Regions from separate parts of the Mus musculus genome. Here region 1 is linked to region 2. A link is a contact called in public Hi-C data. All regions are on one chromosome and are shown on one strand. The core of a region is the stretch at or near the end of the contact, and the rest is flanking DNA. Distances in the headings are between cores, read along the strand shown. Region 1 holds the start of Fgf15 (fibroblast growth factor 15). Region 2 holds the start of Nadsyn1 (NAD synthetase 1).

Region 1 (4,145 bases), core at 1,104-3,603, 1.1 Mb before region 2:
TAACTGCAGCCTCGCCTGGGACCAGGGATAAAGGGATCCTTTCTGTCTAGACCTGCAGCTCAGGAAGCTTTTCTAATGCTTAGGTGGTTGAGTCTCCTACCATTGTGAGAAGAGAAGCCCCCTGGATCTGCCGGCAGCTGTCCTGGATCTGCCGGATAATCCGCAACTCCTCCCGCCCACCATGCCAGGGACCAAGCCCACACTCTGTGGGTGGCCGGAAATGAATGCAGTGGGAAGCTGTCCCTAATCCTAAGTACCAGAATATTCCTAGTCCCCAGGCTTGAGGTACCAGTGGTAGTCTCCCAGACTGGTGCCATATTCCCTTGGGGAGCCTACATGGCTCAATAAGCACAGGCTGTGTCTGCCTAAGCATGCAGAGGTCATTGAACTGCAGGTAGAAGACAGTTGGCAGATAAGGCTCTGATAACAGGCTAATTCCAGGAACCAATTGCTCCTGCCCTGGCTGATGGCACTGAGACAGAGCCACCAGGCAGGAGGGGCCATGTTCCCTGAAAAAAAATGTGAACTGTAGATAAACACAGGATGTATTTCTCCTGGAGAATTCATATGGACAACTGGTCACTCTTTTTTTTTTCCATATAGAAACAATGGATTATGGGGCTTCTATTTTTAAAAAGGAGAGTCTGAAATGAATTATGCCCACCAGATCCAGGGTGGCACTAGAATTGGGGGGCAAAGCTCCCATGGGGCCTTCCTACACTATTTACATTAGTGCAGAATGGAGGTCGGACTCCTTGCCCAGCACAAATAAAGACTTCAGGAAGATACAGGCAGGAGATTTGCTTGGGCCTGGGTGTCAGCTTTCAGCCAGGCAGGGGACCCCCTCCTCTGAAGCCCCTTCCTTTCTCTGCAGACCCCTTTCTTTCTTTCCTTCTTTCTTTCTTTCTTTCTTTCTTTCTTTCTTTCTTTCTTTCCTTTCTCTGTGGTCTTTTCATGTAGATAAATCAACTTCAGAGCCACAGACAATTTGGGGACTCTTAAAGAAACAAAACAACAAAAACGTTAAGTCCGGTAGCCATCCTTCCCCACTGGGGGACCTCGCACTGGTACTGCCAGAGGTAGGGCTGAAGGCTTCTTTGAACCCAGCCTCTATTCCTACAGAGCACTAGCCTACATACTTCATGACTACCGATTTTTAGGGGTTATGTGAACCTAGCCATCTCGCCTCACTCCAGTTCCCCCAGGTCACAAGCAGATGAGCATCTTGGGTACTTTCTAAAGTATCTAATTTTTGCATCACACCATGGACCTAAGAAAAATTGATTGAAAAGACCCTTCTTTCCTTTTTCTTTTCTTTTTTATTTGAGGGAGGGGGAGGAAATCGAGGACCACGAACACGCAAAGCCAGGAGAGGAGGCTTTCCTGTTCAGTATCAAAGGGGCCGAAAGCTGAATGGGACTCAGCAGTTAGCCCAGTCTTTGGGAAGATTAGACAGCTTCTCTGGTCTCCCTGCTCCCCCGCTACAGCCTGGGGCCATCACTTTACGCAGGGCGGGCAAGAGCAATATTAGCCCCACTATCATTGGTACCTTGCCCTCGAAGTTCCTTTTGGACCTGAGCAGGAGGCGAAAGAACAAACAAACAAACAAAAACAATACGGACCCAACGCGGCCGCGAGCATCCCGCCGCGTGGAGGAACACTCACCAGCCCGTATATCTTGCCGTCCGCGCTCATGCAGAGGTACCGCACGCTGCTGACGTCCTTGATGGCAATCGTCTTCAGAGCGACCGCGCGGAATTCCAACAAATCTGCGAGCAAGAGAAAGATGTTGCCGGGCCCCAGCAACACGTGAGTACAGCGGGGCCACACTGCATCGCCCTTCCCCAGCTCCAGTCTGGAAGTCAGGGGTGGGAGGATGTTAAGGCCACGGCGACACACCCACGTGCTTCTGGGTCCTAAGGGACCGGAGGGGACGGGCTGAATGATACTCACTTCGTTCGTTTTGGTCCTCCTCGCAGTCCACAGAGCCGTCGCTCCGGATTCGGAGGAAGCAGTTGGAGACATAGGGACCAGCGGAGTACAGGTACTGCAGGCGGGTAATCTTGCCCCAGCCGTAGAGAAAGAGTGGATCTTCATCTGACACAGACTGGGATTGCTGAGCCAGGGGACGCCCAGACACAGCCAGCCACAGAGTGGCCAGGACCAGGGCTCGGGCCACCGCACGCCCGTTCCACTTTCTCGCCATGACACCTCGGGGTCCTGAAGGCCGTTACAAAGGTGGCGCGGAGACTGCGATGCGGCGGGGACTCAAGTTGCAGGCGCAGGGCAGGCACAACCCACAAAGCAACTGGGCGCTTGTGGCGTGGGGCGCACAGAGTTACTGCTCCGACAGTGGGGTGGCTCCGGGCACGCGGCCTTATATACGTTTCGTCCCGCGGGCCCCGCGGGTAGGTGACCCGGGCATCAGAGCATTTCTCCTCCTAATTGCATCAAGTCTCCGCCCCCCGCACACACCCATTCAAGCCCCAACCCAGTGACCCCGCCCAGGCCGGCCAGATCTGGCAGAGGAGGAGCCCCCCCTTTGCGACCCTGGCCTGGGGAGCAAGTGTTCAATGCACAGTATCTTGGTGGTTATTGAATAGGCTATTTTAATTTTACTATTAATTATTGAGGTCTTCAGGCCCTGGGCTTTCAGAGGGATGCGCGTGGGACAGTCACAGAGACTAGAAGGCACGCAGAGCTCTGCCTCCGTAGCCCCCTGTTTGAGTCTTGAATCTCTCCTTTAGCACGCTATCGCAGATCCTACCCTCCCTCATTCTCCCGGCCCCAGACCTAGGCTCCCTTTTCATGGATATTTGCCCTACAAGGTGGAGACCTCGTGAGAACGTGTCGCACGCACTAGGTGGCGCTTCAGCCCTAGTTTCGGTCTCCAATGTGCTGCCAGTCGCTGTCTGCACGTCCTCTGCCTGCCTCGCGCGTGGACTCCACAAGTGGAATGTCACTGGGGCTGCGACTTTTGAGAAGGGTGGACTGACCAGCGTGCAGAAGCACGGCAGGCCGCGGGATCCCCTCTTGGGTCGATGATCAGGCCCTTGAGTCTGTGCGCGGGGGACAGCTGCGTACCGGAGAGGAGGGGGCCAGCTAGGAGCAACGGTGGACGCTGCTGGCGGCCGGTCAGGTGGGAGGAGAATGGGGGCTTCTCCTAGAGCCGCTCTTGCAAAGAAAAGGAGGCAGCCTGCAGAGAATTCCCCTGCCTGAAAGAAAGGGTCCTCGCAGGGGGCTTTGGCTCAGCGCTTATCCTTTCTCATTATGCCTCCAACCCCCCAACTCCTGTATGTGGGGCCCCAGGAGGCTGGTTTGGGTAAAAAGGTACTGGCCTAGCTCCGTGGTGATGGGAGGTCTGTCTGCAGGGGCGGGACAGCAGAGAAATGGCAGATCTGATGAATCTCAATGAGGAACACGCCACTTTCAGACGCCATCAGTGACTGGCATTAATGACGGAGCTCTGGGAGAATGTCATCAGGAAAGCCTTTACAAAAAGACATCACCGAAGGCTCTCAGGACCGGGGACTCCCATGCTGTGAGGCTTGTTTTAGAGAGCGATGTCTCCTGTAAAATCTAATTACTTCTCCCTTGTGATTCTCAATCGACAGCGCGGGCTATTAATCTTAATTGCCTTCTCCTGACGCTTTTGTTTTAATGTCCGTGATAAATGTGGGGTACCAGGGAGGTTGGCAGAGGCTTTACTGAAGAGTCCCCCCAAATTGGGCTGGAGGGTGGCATGCGGGTGGCAGCACCCCATCCCCACTCTGCGCCCTTCTCAGGGACTCCCAGAAGAGTTAGAGATGTTGGTAATGGAGTGATCAGAGGAAAGTCTGTTGGGTCACTGGGGGCCGCCATAAGAACATTCTTCTCCAGGGCGGGTTTTACTTCCACCTCTGAACAAGGTAGAAAATGGGACTCTGGAAAGTGACAGAGCGCCCCCAAGGATGCACATCGTAAGAGGTGAAGATGGAGCCTTGTTTGTGACAAAGGCAGGATGGCCTGTCTCAGAGCACAGGAGTGACAGTGGATCCACAGATGGCTACTCCCTGGGCACATGGTGAACTCTTGCCAGTTACATCAGCCTGCTTTTGGGCTTAACTTGTGTTGTTTGGAAGAGTAGACATAGGAGTCCTAAGATC
Region 2 (3,873 bases), core at 972-3,471:
GCTCCAAACTTTGTCTCTGTAACTCCTTCCAAGGGTGTTTTGTTCCCACTTCTAAGGAGGGGCATAGTGTCCACACTTCAGTCTTCATTTTTCTTGAGTTTCATGTGTTTAGGAAATTGTATCTTATATCTTGGGTATCCTAGGTTTTGGGCTAATATCCACTTATCAGTGAGTACATATTGTGTGAGTTCCTTTGTGAATGTGTTACCTCACTCAGGATGATGCCCTCCAGGTCCATCCATTTGGCTAGAAATTTCATAAATTCATTCTTTTTAATAGCTGAGTAGTACTCCATTGTGTAGATGTACCACATTTTCTGTATCCATTCCTCTGTTGAGGGGCATCTGGGTTCTTTCCAGCTTCTGGCTATTATAAATAAGGCTGCTATGAACATAGTGGCTGACACCATTGCATACATGTATTAGTCAGGGTTCTCTAGAGTCACAGAACTTATGGATAATCTCTAAATAGTAAAGGAATTTATTGATGACTTACAGTCGGCAGCCGAATTCCCAACAATTGTTCAGTCGCAGCTGTGAATGGAAGTCCAAGGATCTAGCAGTTACTCAGTCTCACGCAGCAAGCAGGCAAAGGAGCAAGAGCAAGAGCTAGACTCCCTTCTTCCAATGTCCTTATATTGTCTCCAGCAAAAGGTGTAGCCCAGATTAAAGGTGTGTTCCACCACACCTTTAATCCCAAATGAAAGGCATAGCCCAGATTAAAGGTGTGTTCCTTAACTCGGAGATTAAATCTTCTGGAATCCATAGCCACTATGGCTCAAGATCTTCAAACCAAGATCCAGATAAGGATCTCCAAGCCTCCAGATAAGGGTCACTGGTGAGCCTTCCAATTCCGAATTGTAGTTCATTCCAAATATTGTCAAGTTGACAACCAGGAATAGCCACTACAATACACTAGCAAGATTTTATCGAAAGGACCCAGATGTAGCTGTCTCTTGTGAGACTATGCCGGGGCCTAGCAAACACAGAAGTGGATGCTCACAGTCAGCTAATGGATGGATCACAGGGCTCCCAATGGAGGAGCTAGAGAAAGTAGCCAAGGAGCTAAAGGGATCTGCAACCCTATAGGCGGAACAACATTATGAACTAACCAGTACCCCGGAGCTCTTGACTCTAGCTGCATATGTATCAAAAGATGGCCTAGTCGGCCATCACTGGAAAGAGAGGCCCATTGGACACGCAAGCTTTATATGCCCCAGTACAGGGGAACGCCAGGGCCAAAAAGGGGGAGTGGGTGGGTAGGGGATTGGGGGTGGGTGGGTATGGGGGACTTTTGGTATAGCATTGGAAATGTAAATGAGCTAAATACCTAATAAAAAATGGAAAAAAAAAGTTGTATCTACTTTGATTGGTGTTACCCAAACGCAAAAGGGACAGGAATGAGAAAGGGCTCAGGTTGATGCACAGGGAATCCAGACTGCTGTGAGCCAAAGAAGCAGGACACACCCATTCCCTCTGTGAGCTCTCTGTGAGCTCCTACTGACAAAATTGACACAAATTAACTGAACACACCTGCGAAGTGGAAACTTTGAGAGATCCCTTCCATCAGACTGGCCTGTGCTTGTCTGTGGAGCATTTTCATAACCGATGATTGATGTGACGGCCTTGGCCCACTGTGGGTGGCGCTACCCCTGGCTGGTGGTCCTCAGTGGTGCAAAAAAAAAAAAAAAACAGGCTGAGTAAGCCTTCAAGCAAGCCAGTGGGCAGAAGTCCTCTTTGGTCTCTGCTTCAGTTCCTGCCTCAACTTCCCTTCATTACAGACTATGAGCTATAAGGTGAAGTGAGCCCTTTTCCTCCCCAGCTGCTTTTTGCCACGTGTTCATCACAGCGACAGAAAGCAAACCTGACATTACTTTTGGTGGCAGAAAACAAGCCTTTCATGACCTATCAAAAGTCGCTCAGATGGCAAAGGAAATGATCCAGGACGCTCTGACCTTGGGCAACAGCGGGACGCTGAGACAACCTTACTGCGCAGGCGCTCCTTAGGGCCCTACTTTAAAGGGTGCGCTTTGTGCAGGATCTCCGCGGGGGCGGGGTCTCACGGAAGGGCGCGCACTGCGAAAGTGAGAAGGGGTGTGGCTGTGGAGGGCGAAAGGACGGGGCTTCCGGGTAAGACACGGTCTGCGCCGGCGCAGTTCTGGAGGCGGTGCAGAAGCTGGGCTATGACGGCAGAGGGGCGGGGCTATGGCGAGCCGTGGGGAGGGGCCTCTAGGAAACCAAGCTACGCAGGCGTAGACCGGACAGTCCGGCTAGTATCTTCCCTGTGGTCTCCGTTATTACACCGTCCCAGCCTGGAACCTGTAACCAGCATGGGCCGGAAAGTGACCGTGGCCACCTGTGCACTCAATCAGTGGGCCCTGGACTTTGAGGGCAATTTCCAGAGGATTTTAAAGAGTGAGTTTTGGGGTGGCGGGAGACAGGAAGAAGTCAAAGTCCACAATGGGTAGGACATGGCAGTCCAGGCCAGCTTTGCCCAGGAGAGACTCACAGCGCTGGGCGTGGGAACAGATAGAAGGGTAATGCTTGGTGAGCTTTCAGGGCGACTTCCTAATTTGGGGGACATGTGAGGAAGCAAGGCAAGAGTGGAAATAGGAGTGCCCTGCCAGCCAGGCAGACACTGCCCTCATCCATCCTCTAGGATCTGGTGGGTCTCTCTAAGGTTACCTGGGGCAGGGCTGCGCATTCTTGGAACTGTTTCATTGAGATCTAGGCGTTTGCAAAGACTAGAGATCCGTGTTCTAGGGCTCCTGAGGACATTCCTCATGGATTGGCATTGGGAGAAGGCATACTGAAGCCAGAAGAGGTCTCAGGTCAGAGAAGGGTGTTGGCGTTCCATATACCTGTATTGTTGACATTCAGGTCAGCTCATCATTGCCCCCAGAAGATAGAACTGGGGATACTCTGTGCCCAGCTGCAGACTGCTCACCTCAGGTTATCCGTGCTGGAAGCCTCTGCAGGAAGGCTAAATAGGAAAAACAAGAAACAAGCAAAACAACAAGAAAAACCCAAATGTATTATTTATTTCATGTACATATGCACGCCATAATGTGCATGTGGAGGTCAGAGGACAACCTGCAGGAGTCAGCTGTCCTCTTCCACCTTGTGGGTCTGAGTGAGCAGTTCTCAACCTGTGAGCCACAACCCCTGTGAGGGCCAAATGACTCTTGGGCAAGGGTCAAATATCAGATATCGAGCCTCTCAGATATTTACATTATGGTTTATAACAGCAAAATTAGTTGGGGGAGGGGGCAGACGGTCACCACAACATGAGGAGCTGTATTGAAGGGCCATGGTATTAGGATGGTTGAGAACCACTGGTCTAAGTGAACTCAGACTTGTCAGGCTTACCAACGAGTGACTTTACCTACGGAGACATCTGGCTAGCCCAGGCGTTTTTATTTTTTAAAGTAATTTTTGACCTGATTTTGTGGTCAGAGTCTATGTCTTTGCGGTGAAGATGGGCTGCCTTGCCTGCATGTTGGCAGCAGCTCTCAACCTGGGTGCTGGATGCTGACACCAACCTAGGGATGGAAGCCTTCACATCCTGTCTACAGCTTTTCCTTATAGCCAATTTGGGTGTCTGCTTAATGATTATCCATTAAGGTGTGGCTTACCCTCCTAGTACTAAGGTCACCCTACCCTCCCTGTTTCTGAATACCTACACGTGGGTATAGGTGCCTGTTGTCCTCTGCTATTAACAGAAAGGGCTGTAGTTGGTTGGAGCCTGGCTTTGGCTGTATCTACCACAGCAGCCTGCTTTTTCTACCTTTTAATGTATCCTAGCTGCTGAATCCTTCTCCCTCCCTCTCTCTCCATATAGGTATTCAAATTGCCAAAGGCAAAGGTGCAAGAT

What was found. A called contact is a pair of places that touch in the nucleus more often than the background predicts.
Region 1: a contact with region 2 is called in a Hi-C map of cortical neurons, with 3 times the contacts expected there. The contact joins the promoter of Fgf15 here to the promoter of Nadsyn1 in region 2. A contact is called at or near these places in 2 of 39 promoter capture datasets (hippocampal neurons and pre-B cells), 3 of 484 Hi-C or Micro-C datasets (the N1E-115 cell line, cerebellar granule neurons and cortical neurons), 4 of 115 datasets of contacts at active chromatin or transcription factors (astrocytes, bone marrow-derived dendritic cells, forebrain and 1 more) and 1 of 9 other capture datasets (adipose tissue).

What each region holds. Positions count from the first base shown.
Region 1 is chr7:144,894,740-144,898,884 of GRCm38.p6, reverse strand. It overlaps Fgf15 (fibroblast growth factor 15), which reads right to left and starts at 2,353. Exons shown (of 3, transcript NM_008003.2): 1 at 1,954-2,353; 2 at 1,666-1,769. The coding sequence starts at 2,206. Gm26793 (a long non-coding RNA gene) reads left to right here. Exons shown (of 2, transcript XR_003946907.1): 1 at 1-1,809; 2 at 1,980-4,145. RefSeq lists a cis regulatory region at 2,487-2,501, enhancers at 3,342-3,374, 3,395-3,746, 3,204-3,746, 3,721-3,767 and a promoter at 2,268-4,145.
Region 2 is chr7:143,821,200-143,825,072 of GRCm38.p6, reverse strand. It overlaps Nadsyn1 (NAD synthetase 1), which reads left to right and starts at 2,221. Exons shown (of 21, transcript NM_030221.2): 1 at 2,221-2,414; 2 at 3,841-3,873. The coding sequence starts at 2,330. It overlaps Dhcr7 (7-dehydrocholesterol reductase), which reads right to left and starts at 1,906. Exons shown (of 9, transcript NM_007856.2): 1 at 1,533-1,906.